Regions from separate parts of the Pan troglodytes genome. Here region 2 is linked to region 1. The links are chromatin contacts, called in public HiChIP or PLAC-seq maps. All regions are on one chromosome and are shown on one strand. Each heading gives the region's core, a stretch centred on a gene start, on an enhancer-like site or on the middle of the called end of the contact. The rest is flanking DNA. Distances are from core to core; before and after follow the strand shown.

Region 1 (4,948 bases), core at 1,489-3,988:
TCCTTGACTGCATATGTTCAGGAACTTTTCTGAGTCCCTGCTCCCATTGTCCCTTTTAAAATTGTTGCTGTGGCAACAGAGACTTCAAGTCTATATCCTTCAAAAGGAGTAGTTTCAAAACCACCTTCTCAGTTCAAATTATATCATTACCTAACTGATTGTTGCTTTACCTTTTGTTTGGATTCTACTGAATTTGAATTGTCCGGCTGTTGACCTCACTTTCTGAAATTAATCTAATGACAGATAACTTCGTGATGGAAAATGTAGGTCTCCTTAGTAGTTAGCCCTCTGCCAGGCGGCTTGGTTTCCACCTCCTCTTATATCTGGTTCTTCCTTCCTCTCGAAATTCTCTAAATCTCTGCTTATACAGAGCAATCTGGCTCTCTCTGGCCTCTCCAGTCATCATACATCATACTTACATTCACCATCTTGAGAAGTGCAGTAAGCCACATAAATGCAGCAGAAGTACCTTATGCAGTCCTGGGAGGCTGTGGTTTCAAGTTGCTTTTTTATTTTTATTTTTTTGGAGACGGAGTCTTGCTCTGTCACCCAGGCTGGAGTGCAGTGGCACGATCTTAGCTCACTGCAGCCTCCACCTCCTGGGTTCAAGCAATTCTCCTGCCTTGGCCTCCCAAGTAGCTGGGACTACAGGCGCACGCTGCCAGGCCTGGCTAATTTTTTGTATTTTAGTAGAGATGGGGTTTTACTGTGTTGCCCAGGCTGGTCTCAAACTCCTGAACTCAGGCAATCCGCCTGCCTCGGTCTCCCAAAATGCTAGGATTATAGGTGTGAACCACTGTGCCAGGCTGAGGTGCTTTTTAAAGAACCTTCATTTCTTTCCTCCTTCTCCTCTTTCTCCCATCCTTCCTGATTAACCTCTTTTTTTGTGTGGAACTCACCCCTGCCCTGGTGTCATCCCTTCATTCAGTCTTTCCAATGTATGCCTCTTTTACCAGTTAGGCGATGATACACGCATCACGATGTATCTATGCATTGTGTCTGCTTCCCAACTAAACTGTAAAACATGCAAATTGAGAGTAAGGTCAGTTGTGTTTTGCTGACCAAGTAGTGGGTAGCACATAGAGAACTTTAAATGTCATAAATGACTTAAACTGGGAGAGGTCAGAGAGCAAGGGTATTCCAGACTGGGAGAAATATCAGCAAAAGTTATGGATAGTAATGGTGGTATAAAGATTTTGTTTATATTGGCCAACTCTTTGCAGGTGATAACTTTATATACATGCACACACACACACACACATCAGGACATACAAAGTACATGTACATTCTGAGTAGCTTAATAATTTTTGTTGTTGAGGATTTGGGAACAAAATACACGAAATTGTATTATATACTCAATTAAAATATCATCACAAACAAGCAAACTGCATCTCTGAAGTCTTTTCCATTTTTCATGCCATATTGCTGGATTTTTTATTCTAGGGTATGCTACAGGTGGGTGGATGGTCTTTTTCCTCCCTCCCATACACTCCATTTCCTTTTCTTCTTTTTCTTTTCTTTTCTTTTTTTTGAGATGGAGTTTCGCTCTTGTTGCCCAGGCTGGAGGGCAATGGTGCGATCTCGGCTCACTGCGACCTCCGCCTCCCAGGTTCAATTCTCCTGCCTCAGCCTCCCGAGTAGCTGGAATTACAGGCGTCCACCACCATGCCCGGCGACTTTTTTGTATTTTTAGTAGAGTTGGGGTTTCACCATGTTGCCCAGGCTGGTCTTGAACTCCTGACCTCAGGTGATCCACCCGCCTCGGCCTCCCAGAGTGCTGGGATTACAGGCGTGAGCCACTGCGCCTGGCCCACTCCATTTCAACGATCTTACCCCACCGCCAGACAAAACTCATATTCATTTGTGTGATTCACGAAATATTTATTTAGTATCTACTATGTGCTACTACGTGCAGTGTTCTAAAGACAGTTGGATACATCAGGCAACAAAATTAAGAACCCTGCCATTGAGGATCTTACATTCTGGGAGGATTGACAGACACTAACAATAAGGATACAAGCCAATCACAGAAATCCTAGAGCTGGGAAGGGAAGATGTGGACAAGTTTTTCACATCTGGAAATTTCAAATGAAGCACACTGTAAAATGTATACTAAGAATACTTTTACGGATCTTATTTGTCTTGTTACCTGTTTGCCTGTCCTTTTAGGAGCACATGTCTTTTTTCCAGTCTGGGAATTTGTACAGTAATGATAATTAATAACTACCATGTACCGACATGCCTGCCGCTACCAGGCACCTTTCTTGGAGAGCCCATTAAATCCTCAGGCTCATGACATCCGAAAAGGCAGGTGTGATCATTCCCCTTTACAAAAGAGGACGCTGAAGTGCACACCCCGATGGGCGTCAGGGTTTCTTCCTTGCGCGCAGTGCGGGTTTAGGCTAACCGACTGGATCTGGTTTATCTGAAGATGAAAAAAAAGAATGGCAAACCCACTTTCCGGATTTCTTCAAGCCGACGCGGGTGAGGTGTGCGAGCGCGCCCGGGATCCGCACTGAGTGAGGTTCCGCAGAGCCGGGAGACGGAGGAGGTGGGTCAGCCTGGGTCGCTGGCCTGGGTCGCTGCCCTTGTCCAGCGCAACCCAAGACACCTGCGCGCCGGGTGGAGCCAGGGCTAGGGGTGGGGCCTGGGCTCCGGGAAGGGGGCGGGCCTGCCTTCCTCCAGTGCAAATGCGTCCTGGAGTGGTTTGTCCTACGTTGCGGCCCGTAGAGGCGCCGACTCACCGCCTCTTCTCCGGGAGTGGCGGAGATTCGATCATGTGACAGTCCGGAGGCCAGAACCGGGCAGGTTGCGTGAAGCGCAGGGGTTTGACAAAAACAAACGGTGACGGCGCCGCGGAAGGGTCTATGGCCGAGGCGGTGAAGCCCCAGCGCCGGGCCAAGGCCAAGGCCAAGGCCAGCCGGACTAAAACAAAGGTGAGGATCTCCCCACCCTCCCGAGGCTCTGGCAGTGTGCTGTGTCTCCTTGCTTCTCTCTTCGGCCTCCCCAGCCAAATCTACTCCCGTTCCCTGAGCCCTCTGCATCTTCCGCCTCCACCTTCCAATATTTGATCCCACCACCCGTTGACAACGGCCCTTCTCCTCCATTCCTTCTCCATATCCCCCTGCCACACTCTGTCAGGACCCCATTTTTCCTTCTCCCTCCTGTGACTTCACTGGCCTCTTCCTTTCCTGCTCTCTTGGCTTTCCTCACCTGGGTCTGGTTTCCTGCCGTGAAATAATTTTTCTCTTTCCAGCCCCATCGTTGACTCTCTCTTTACTCTTTTATATCTTAGACCATTTTTAGTCCCTGCCATGCATAAAGAGGGAATGTTCCCCTCCTCCACGCGGAGAAGGTACCTTTGGCAGAACTTTATAAGTAGACTAGTGCTGTGCCATTTCTCATCACTTTGAAAGTTCAAGATGATAGTAGTGCTGCCTCTGTTTATTTCTTATTGTCTTGATTGTTTATAAGGGGCACGAATGGCTAGAAATTAACCCAGGGCGGGACTCACACAGTAGGGAAGTATTTAAATTTTCTGAGTTTCCTGTATTAGACTACATGTGGTATTAGAGTGATTTTAAGTTGATTTGTTTATAAGTGCAGTCTGGATTTTCATTTTATTATAGTACATATATACACATATATACACATATATACATATATACGTACATATATACATATGTGTGTGTGTATATATATATGTATATGTATATGTATTTTTTTTTTTTTTTTTTTTTGAGACGGAGTCTTGCTCTGTAGCCCAGGCCGGAGTGTAGTGGCGCGATCTCGGCTCACTGCAAGCTCCGCCTCCCGGGTTCACGCCATTCTCCTGCCTCAGCCTCCCGAGTAGCTGGGACTACAGGCGCCTGCCACCACGCCCGGCTAATTTTTTGTATTTTTAGTAGAGACGGGGTTTCACCGTGTTAGCCAGGATGGTCTCGATCTCCTGACCTTGTGATCCGCCCGCCTTGGCCTCCCAAAGTGCTGAGATTACAGGCGTGAGCCACCGTGCCCAGCCTATGTTTTTTTTTGTTTTGTTTTGTTTTCGTTTTTGTTTAGATATGGAGTCTCGCTCTGTCGCCCAGGCTGGAGTGCAATCTCGGCGGAGTGCAATCTCGGCTCACTGCAACCTCCGCCTCCTGGGTTCAAGCGGCTCTCCTGCCTCAGCCTCCCGAGTAACTGGGATTACAGGCATGCGCCACCACACACGGCTAATTTTGTATTTTTAGTAGAGACGGGGTTTCTCCTTGTTGGTCAGGCTGGCCTCAAACTCCTGACCTCGGGTGATCCGCCCATCTTGGCCTCCCAAAGTGCCCGGATTACAGGCATGAGCCACCGCGCCCACCCTATTTATATATATTTTCTAAGATGAACAGATTCAATGCTGCTCCCGCATGGCCAGACCTCATAATTTTGGCTTACCTGAAACAGAGTTTACATTTGGGAAATAAGGAGGATGGTATTACAAGTACAGGACATTTTTTTCCCCAGAAGTGGGTGATGTTCCAAAGCAGGTGTAATTTAAGCATGATACTGTAATCCGATTTTCTCATGGGAACAAGGTTTTAACAGGAGGGTAGTGTTCATAGGTACCATACTTAGTAGACTGTAGATGACTTATGTGGATTTCTTTCATAATGATGCTCTTTTTTTTTCTTTCCAACTTTTATTTTAGGTTTAGAGGGTACAAGTGGAGGTTTACTACATGGGCAAATGCACACCTTGGTGGTTTAGTGTGCAGATTATTTTGTCACCCAGGTAATGAGTATAGTGCTTGACAGGTGGTTTTTTTATCCTTACCTTCTTCCCACCTTCCGCCCTCAAGTAGGCCCTGGTGTCTATTATTCCCTTCTTTGTGTCCATGTGTACTTAATGTTTAGCTCCCACTTATAAGTGAGAACGTGGTATTTGATTTTCTGTTTCTGCATTAATTTGCTTAGGATAA
Region 2 (4,948 bases), core at 1,445-3,944, 110 kb before region 1:
ATTACAGGTGCTGTGCCACCTCCGCACGGCTAATTTTTGTATTTTTAGTAGAGACAGGGTTTCACCATGTTGGCCAGGCTGGTCTCGATCTCCTGACCTCGTGATCCACCCACCTCGGCCTCCCAAAGTGCTGGGATTACAGGTGTGAGCCACCCTGCCCAGCCCTTCACAGAGATTTTCAATTTTTATGTGCAAGATTGTCTGCTTATAAAGTGGCCAGCCCTGTATTCTATCAAACTTTTTGTTAGAAAAAATACATTGAGTGATTTTAGAAAATACTTATGAAATACTAAGTTAAAAAAGCAAGACTCAAAATTTTATGTACAGTAAGAACTTATTCTTGCAAATATATATTGTTGAAAGAGATTATGCCAAAATATTCACAGCGATTATCTTAAATGTATTATTTGTCTTAAATATATTAAATAATTTCATTATTTCATAATTGCTATAATAATATTGTTTAATTTTGTTAGTGTCCTAGTATGTTTTCTGTTGCTTATAACAGAGTATCTGACATTGGGTAGTTTATAAAGGAAAAGAATTTATTTCTCACAGTTATGAAGGCTGAAAAGTCCAAGGTTGAGGGGCCGCATTTGTGCCAGCCTTCTTACTGGTAGGGACTCTGTGGCATGGGGTGTAACATGGCAAGGAGGTTGATCGTGCTAGCTCAGGCCTCTCTTCCTCTTCTTCTTTTTTTTTTTTTTTTCTGAGATGGTGTCTCACTCTGTCTCGCCCAGGCTGGAGTGCAGTAGCACTCTCGGCTCCCTGCAGCCTATGCCTCCTGGGTTCAAGCGATTCTCCTGTCTCAGCCTCCCAAGTAGCTGGGACCACAGGCGTGTGCCACCACACCCGGCTAATTTTGTATTTTTAATAGAGATGGGGTTACATCATGTTGGCCTGCCCGGTCTTGAACTCCTGACCTCAGGTGATCCACCTGCCTTGGCCTCCCAAAGTGCTGGGATTACAGGCATGAGCCACTGTGCCCAGCCATCTCTTCCTCTTCTTATAAAGCATAAAGCCACCAGTTTCATCTCCTGATAACCCATTAATCTACTAACCCATTAACCCATGAATGGGACTAGTGGCCCTCGTGACCCAATCACCTCTTAAAGACCCTACTCTCTCAATACTGTCTCATTTCAGATTAAGTTTCAACAAGAATTCTTGGAGGGGGCAACATTCAAACCACAGAAGTTAGTAAAATATCCTAAATATATCCCTTGGATATAGCACACACTTTGTTTGTTTTTTTACTCACAATACCTGCCCCAGAGATGAGCTGTTTGAGGAATGAAGAATATTTTCCAGCAGCGTGGATGACCATTTGCAATTAAAAACTTTGTCACCAGATGGCGGAAGAGGGTTAAAATTCAGGGAGCTTAGAGTCTGAGTCGCGAAAATCAAGCACAATGTACTGTGAGAGCTTGTGAAACGTTCTAATAACTTAAAATTATACATGTATTAAAAATTAAAATGTGACAATTAGAATTGTATCTAAACTATTTTTCCAGAATATTTAAAACTTCCAGGAAAAACCTTAGTGGTGTCTTCAGCTCTCGCGCTTCTATGTCCCCAGTTAGTGCCATTTCTTACCCCCTGCAGTTAAGCCTAGCTTCCTAGTGCCTACCACGTCCTCTGCTGCCCCTTGATGGTTCTGCCAGGCTTTTCTGCCTTCCTTCTAATCTCACTGCTTTCAAAGGATATGAGCAAGTAGGTAAATGGATGCATCCCTTGGAGATGCTTGGTGGCTGGAGGCCACCTCTCCGTCTTTGCAGTTGTGGATGACTTTATTGGTGGGAGTTCATCTGAGTGGGGCTGGCGGCAGTTTTATGGAGCAGAACTTGTTCCGGGTGCTTCACATAATTCTAGCAATTGCCCTTTCACTGTGTCTGGGTGTAGCTAGAACCTGCTCCAGGGGTGAATGCTTGCTTCTCCAGGCTGGGCTGGTGCCAGTCTTGGCAACCTTGACCTTTATCCTCCCCCCTTTGAGCACCTATTCCTCTGCCCAGGATGGATCTGCCCCAGGAAGGATGTCTGTCTTTGCATCTGTTTAGAAGGGCAGAGCTCTAACCTTGAGCTCTTCATCCCTTAAATAAACTGTGATCTTGGGCAAGCCATTCAACCCCTCTGGGCCTCAGGTTGGGCTTCGGGCCTGTCGCACCAGGCAGTACTTTGTCATAAGCCCTGCATTACTATTAAAAGTAATGGCAAAAACCGCAATTACTTTTGTACCAATCTAATACAATGCAGAGAGGGGTCTGACCTGCCCTGGGGTTTTATTTGTGAGGGTGGAAGAGTGGAGGGAGAAGAAGGAATCTTGGGCCCCTCTTGCTGGGGTGGAATGGGCAGGGAAGGGTCTTGCCTTCTGAGAATGGAAAGGGAGTCAGAGAGCGGCTGAGCTCCTGGAAGCCCTGTTAGGACACCACCAAGTGACTAGAGTCAAGGGGAAACAGCAGAGATGACCTCTCCATGACATTTTAGACTAAAACGTGACCCCATTCATTAAAAACACCTGCAACAACAAAAAGTAAAATAAAAAATGAACCGTCCCCCAGGGCCTGATCTGCAGCAGGTGCCGGTGGGGCCCGCCGTGACGCCAAGGCGTCTGCGGGAGTTGTCGGCCCCAGGCCTTCTGTAGCTTAAACCGGGTCCTCGCGACCATCTGATCAGATCCCGTCTATCACCCCGCAGAGCCTGGATTTCGTGCGGTCCAGGGGGCAGGAACCCAAGCCAGGACCAGTTATTTCCAATCCCCAAAGACTTCCAGAAGGAGGCAGCTAGCTTCGGGCTGATATATTGATCGTGGCCTGACGCTGTGGGGCTTTAAATGGGCCTGGGTCCGGGTGCGGGCTGCAGCCCCTGGCCCGGTGAGCGCCGCGGGTCCCGCCCAGGTCCCGCGCAGGGAGCGCAGAGCGCCGACGGCGGCCGTCGCAATCGGGAGTGGTTTAGGACCCGGGGGCGGCTTCCCTGCGCGAGTGTGGAACGCAGAAGTTGAGTCTGCGGGGCCGCGGGCAGTGGCAGTCAGGCCTCCCCGCTCTGTGCCACCTGCGGCCCGGCTCTCCTCCGCGCCCCCACTCGCGCTGCGATGACGCGCTCACTGTTCAAGGGAAACTTTTGGGTAAGTCGTGGGGCCGACAGCGGATCGCGGGGCTCGGGACCCGGCCCGGGCGGAAGGCCAACGCGGCGGGCGTGGGGGGCGCCCCAGCTCCGGCGCCACTCGGTGACCGCGCGCCCGGGGGCTTGGCGGAGCTCGCGCGTGACGGGATCGGGGCCCCAGCCCCACTGCTCGAGGGGGCAGACCTGGAGCGGACGCTGGGCTGCTGTTCCCTCTCTGTCCCCCCGCTACCCACCGCGTGCCCGCGAGTCCCGGGGGCTCGGACTCCAGGGCCCACCCTCTGCCGCCCGCGCCCCCAGCAGCGCGTGCTCCTGAGGACGCAGAGAGCCCAGACACCTTAGAGTCAGGACATCAACCCCTCCTCTCACAGGCGAAGCAGAGACCCTTAGGGAGGCGAGACCCGTCCGGGGAGAGTCTCTGCCGGTCCCTGGAGCTGAGCCGTGAGAGGATCTGGGGGGATCTGGTGTGGGGGCTTGTGAGCTTTACCGGGTTGACAGCAGCAGCTGCCCCCCGGGATCGTCCTTTCCAGGAAACGTACAGCATAGAGGGCTTCCCTTTGCTGGAGCTTTCCCTGTTCGACAGCCTTGTTTCCCGAGCCCCTCCCCAGGCCATTGCCCCAGCCCTTCCGTCCAGGCCCCATAGCGGGGCTGATGGTGTGGGAGACCCTATAAGCTGGAGGGGGTACCCCAGCCCGGTAGGGCCAGCCCAGCCTGGAGGGAGCAGGTCTGCCTGTCCCTCTCCTCTGTCTAGTCCTCTTCCCTCTGTCCTCTCACTCCCCAGGTGCCCCTCAAGGTCCATGCCCCCTCATTCAGAGGAGCTGTCCTCATCCCTTTAAGACAGGAGCAGGAGGCCGCACACCTCAAAGTTGACCGCAGCTGCCAAGGGGCCCTGACTCCTTACTGGGGCTCCTGCTTGCCTCCCCCCACCCCCCACCCAGGTAGCTTCACAGCTGCCTAGATGGTCCCTCTACCCCACGTGGGCTGCAGGGTAGAGAAACCTGGCTGGGGACCTCAGGGACACAGTTGAGACTGTGCCTGTGAGTCCCTTCACTGGAGTTTGTGAGGTCCTTCTGGGGCACTACTCACCCTAGGGTACAGGGTGGTGGCAGCCTCACAGAGGAACCAAGGGCACCACAGCTGGCTCTCACGGGAGGCCTGCGAGTTTTTCAGGTAGAATGGAGGACTGGGGGATCCCATGGCAGGCACTGTGGGAAAAAGGCTCTGTATAATACAAACTGGAGAATGAGATGTGGGCCCCAGAAATAAGGAAGTCAGCAGAGGAACTGGTTCGTGGAGACATAAGGAGAAGGAGGCAGACGTGATACTAACAGTATTTAGTTCAGGCACAGTGGCTCATGCCTGTGATCCCAGCACTTTGGGAGGCCAAGGTAGGAGGATTGCTTGAGGCCAGGAGTTCGAGACCACCCTGGGCAACATAGCGAGACTCTGTCTGTCTCTACAAAAAAATCTTAAAAATTAGCTGGGCATGGTGGTGCATGCCTGTAGATATAGTTACTTGGGAGGCTGAGGCAAGAGGATTGCTTGAGGTCAGGAGTTTGAGGTTGCAGTGAGCTATGATCACATCACTGCACTCCAGCCTGGACGACAGAGTGATTTGTGTTTGTCTCAAAAACGAACAAACAAACAAACCCAACCAAACAACACAATCCTCAGTATTTAGCCACAGTTTTAGCACTGGCAAGGCTAAGGCCAGGCGGGCGCTAAGCCCCTCCCCACCAGCCTCCACCCCTCAGCCCCATGCCAGGGATGCTGGATACGCGGAGGTCTTAGCGGAGAGGGTGACAGGGTGAAGACAGGGTTCCAGGCCACA

The links. HiChIP or PLAC-seq counts read pairs in DNA pulled down with a chosen protein or histone mark.
Region 2: a contact with region 1 is called in an H3K4me3 HiChIP or PLAC-seq map of stem cell-derived excitatory neurons, with 3 times the contacts expected there. The contact joins the promoter of PSTPIP2 here to the promoter of EPG5 in region 1. A contact is called at or near these places in 1 of 7 Hi-C or Micro-C datasets (stem cell-derived neural progenitor cells) and 1 of 1 datasets of contacts at active chromatin or transcription factors (stem cell-derived excitatory neurons).

What each region holds. Positions count from the first base shown.
Region 1 is chr17:55,815,015-55,819,962 of NHGRI_mPanTro3-v2.0_pri, reverse strand. It overlaps EPG5 (ectopic P-granules 5 autophagy tethering factor), which reads left to right and starts at 2,738. Exons shown (of 44, transcript XM_512111.9): 1 at 2,738-2,936. The coding sequence starts at 2,868.
Region 2 is chr17:55,923,856-55,928,803 of NHGRI_mPanTro3-v2.0_pri, reverse strand. PSTPIP2 (proline-serine-threonine phosphatase interacting protein 2) reads left to right here and starts at 2,694. Exons shown (of 15, transcript XM_001145075.6): 1 at 2,694-3,121. The coding sequence starts at 3,089.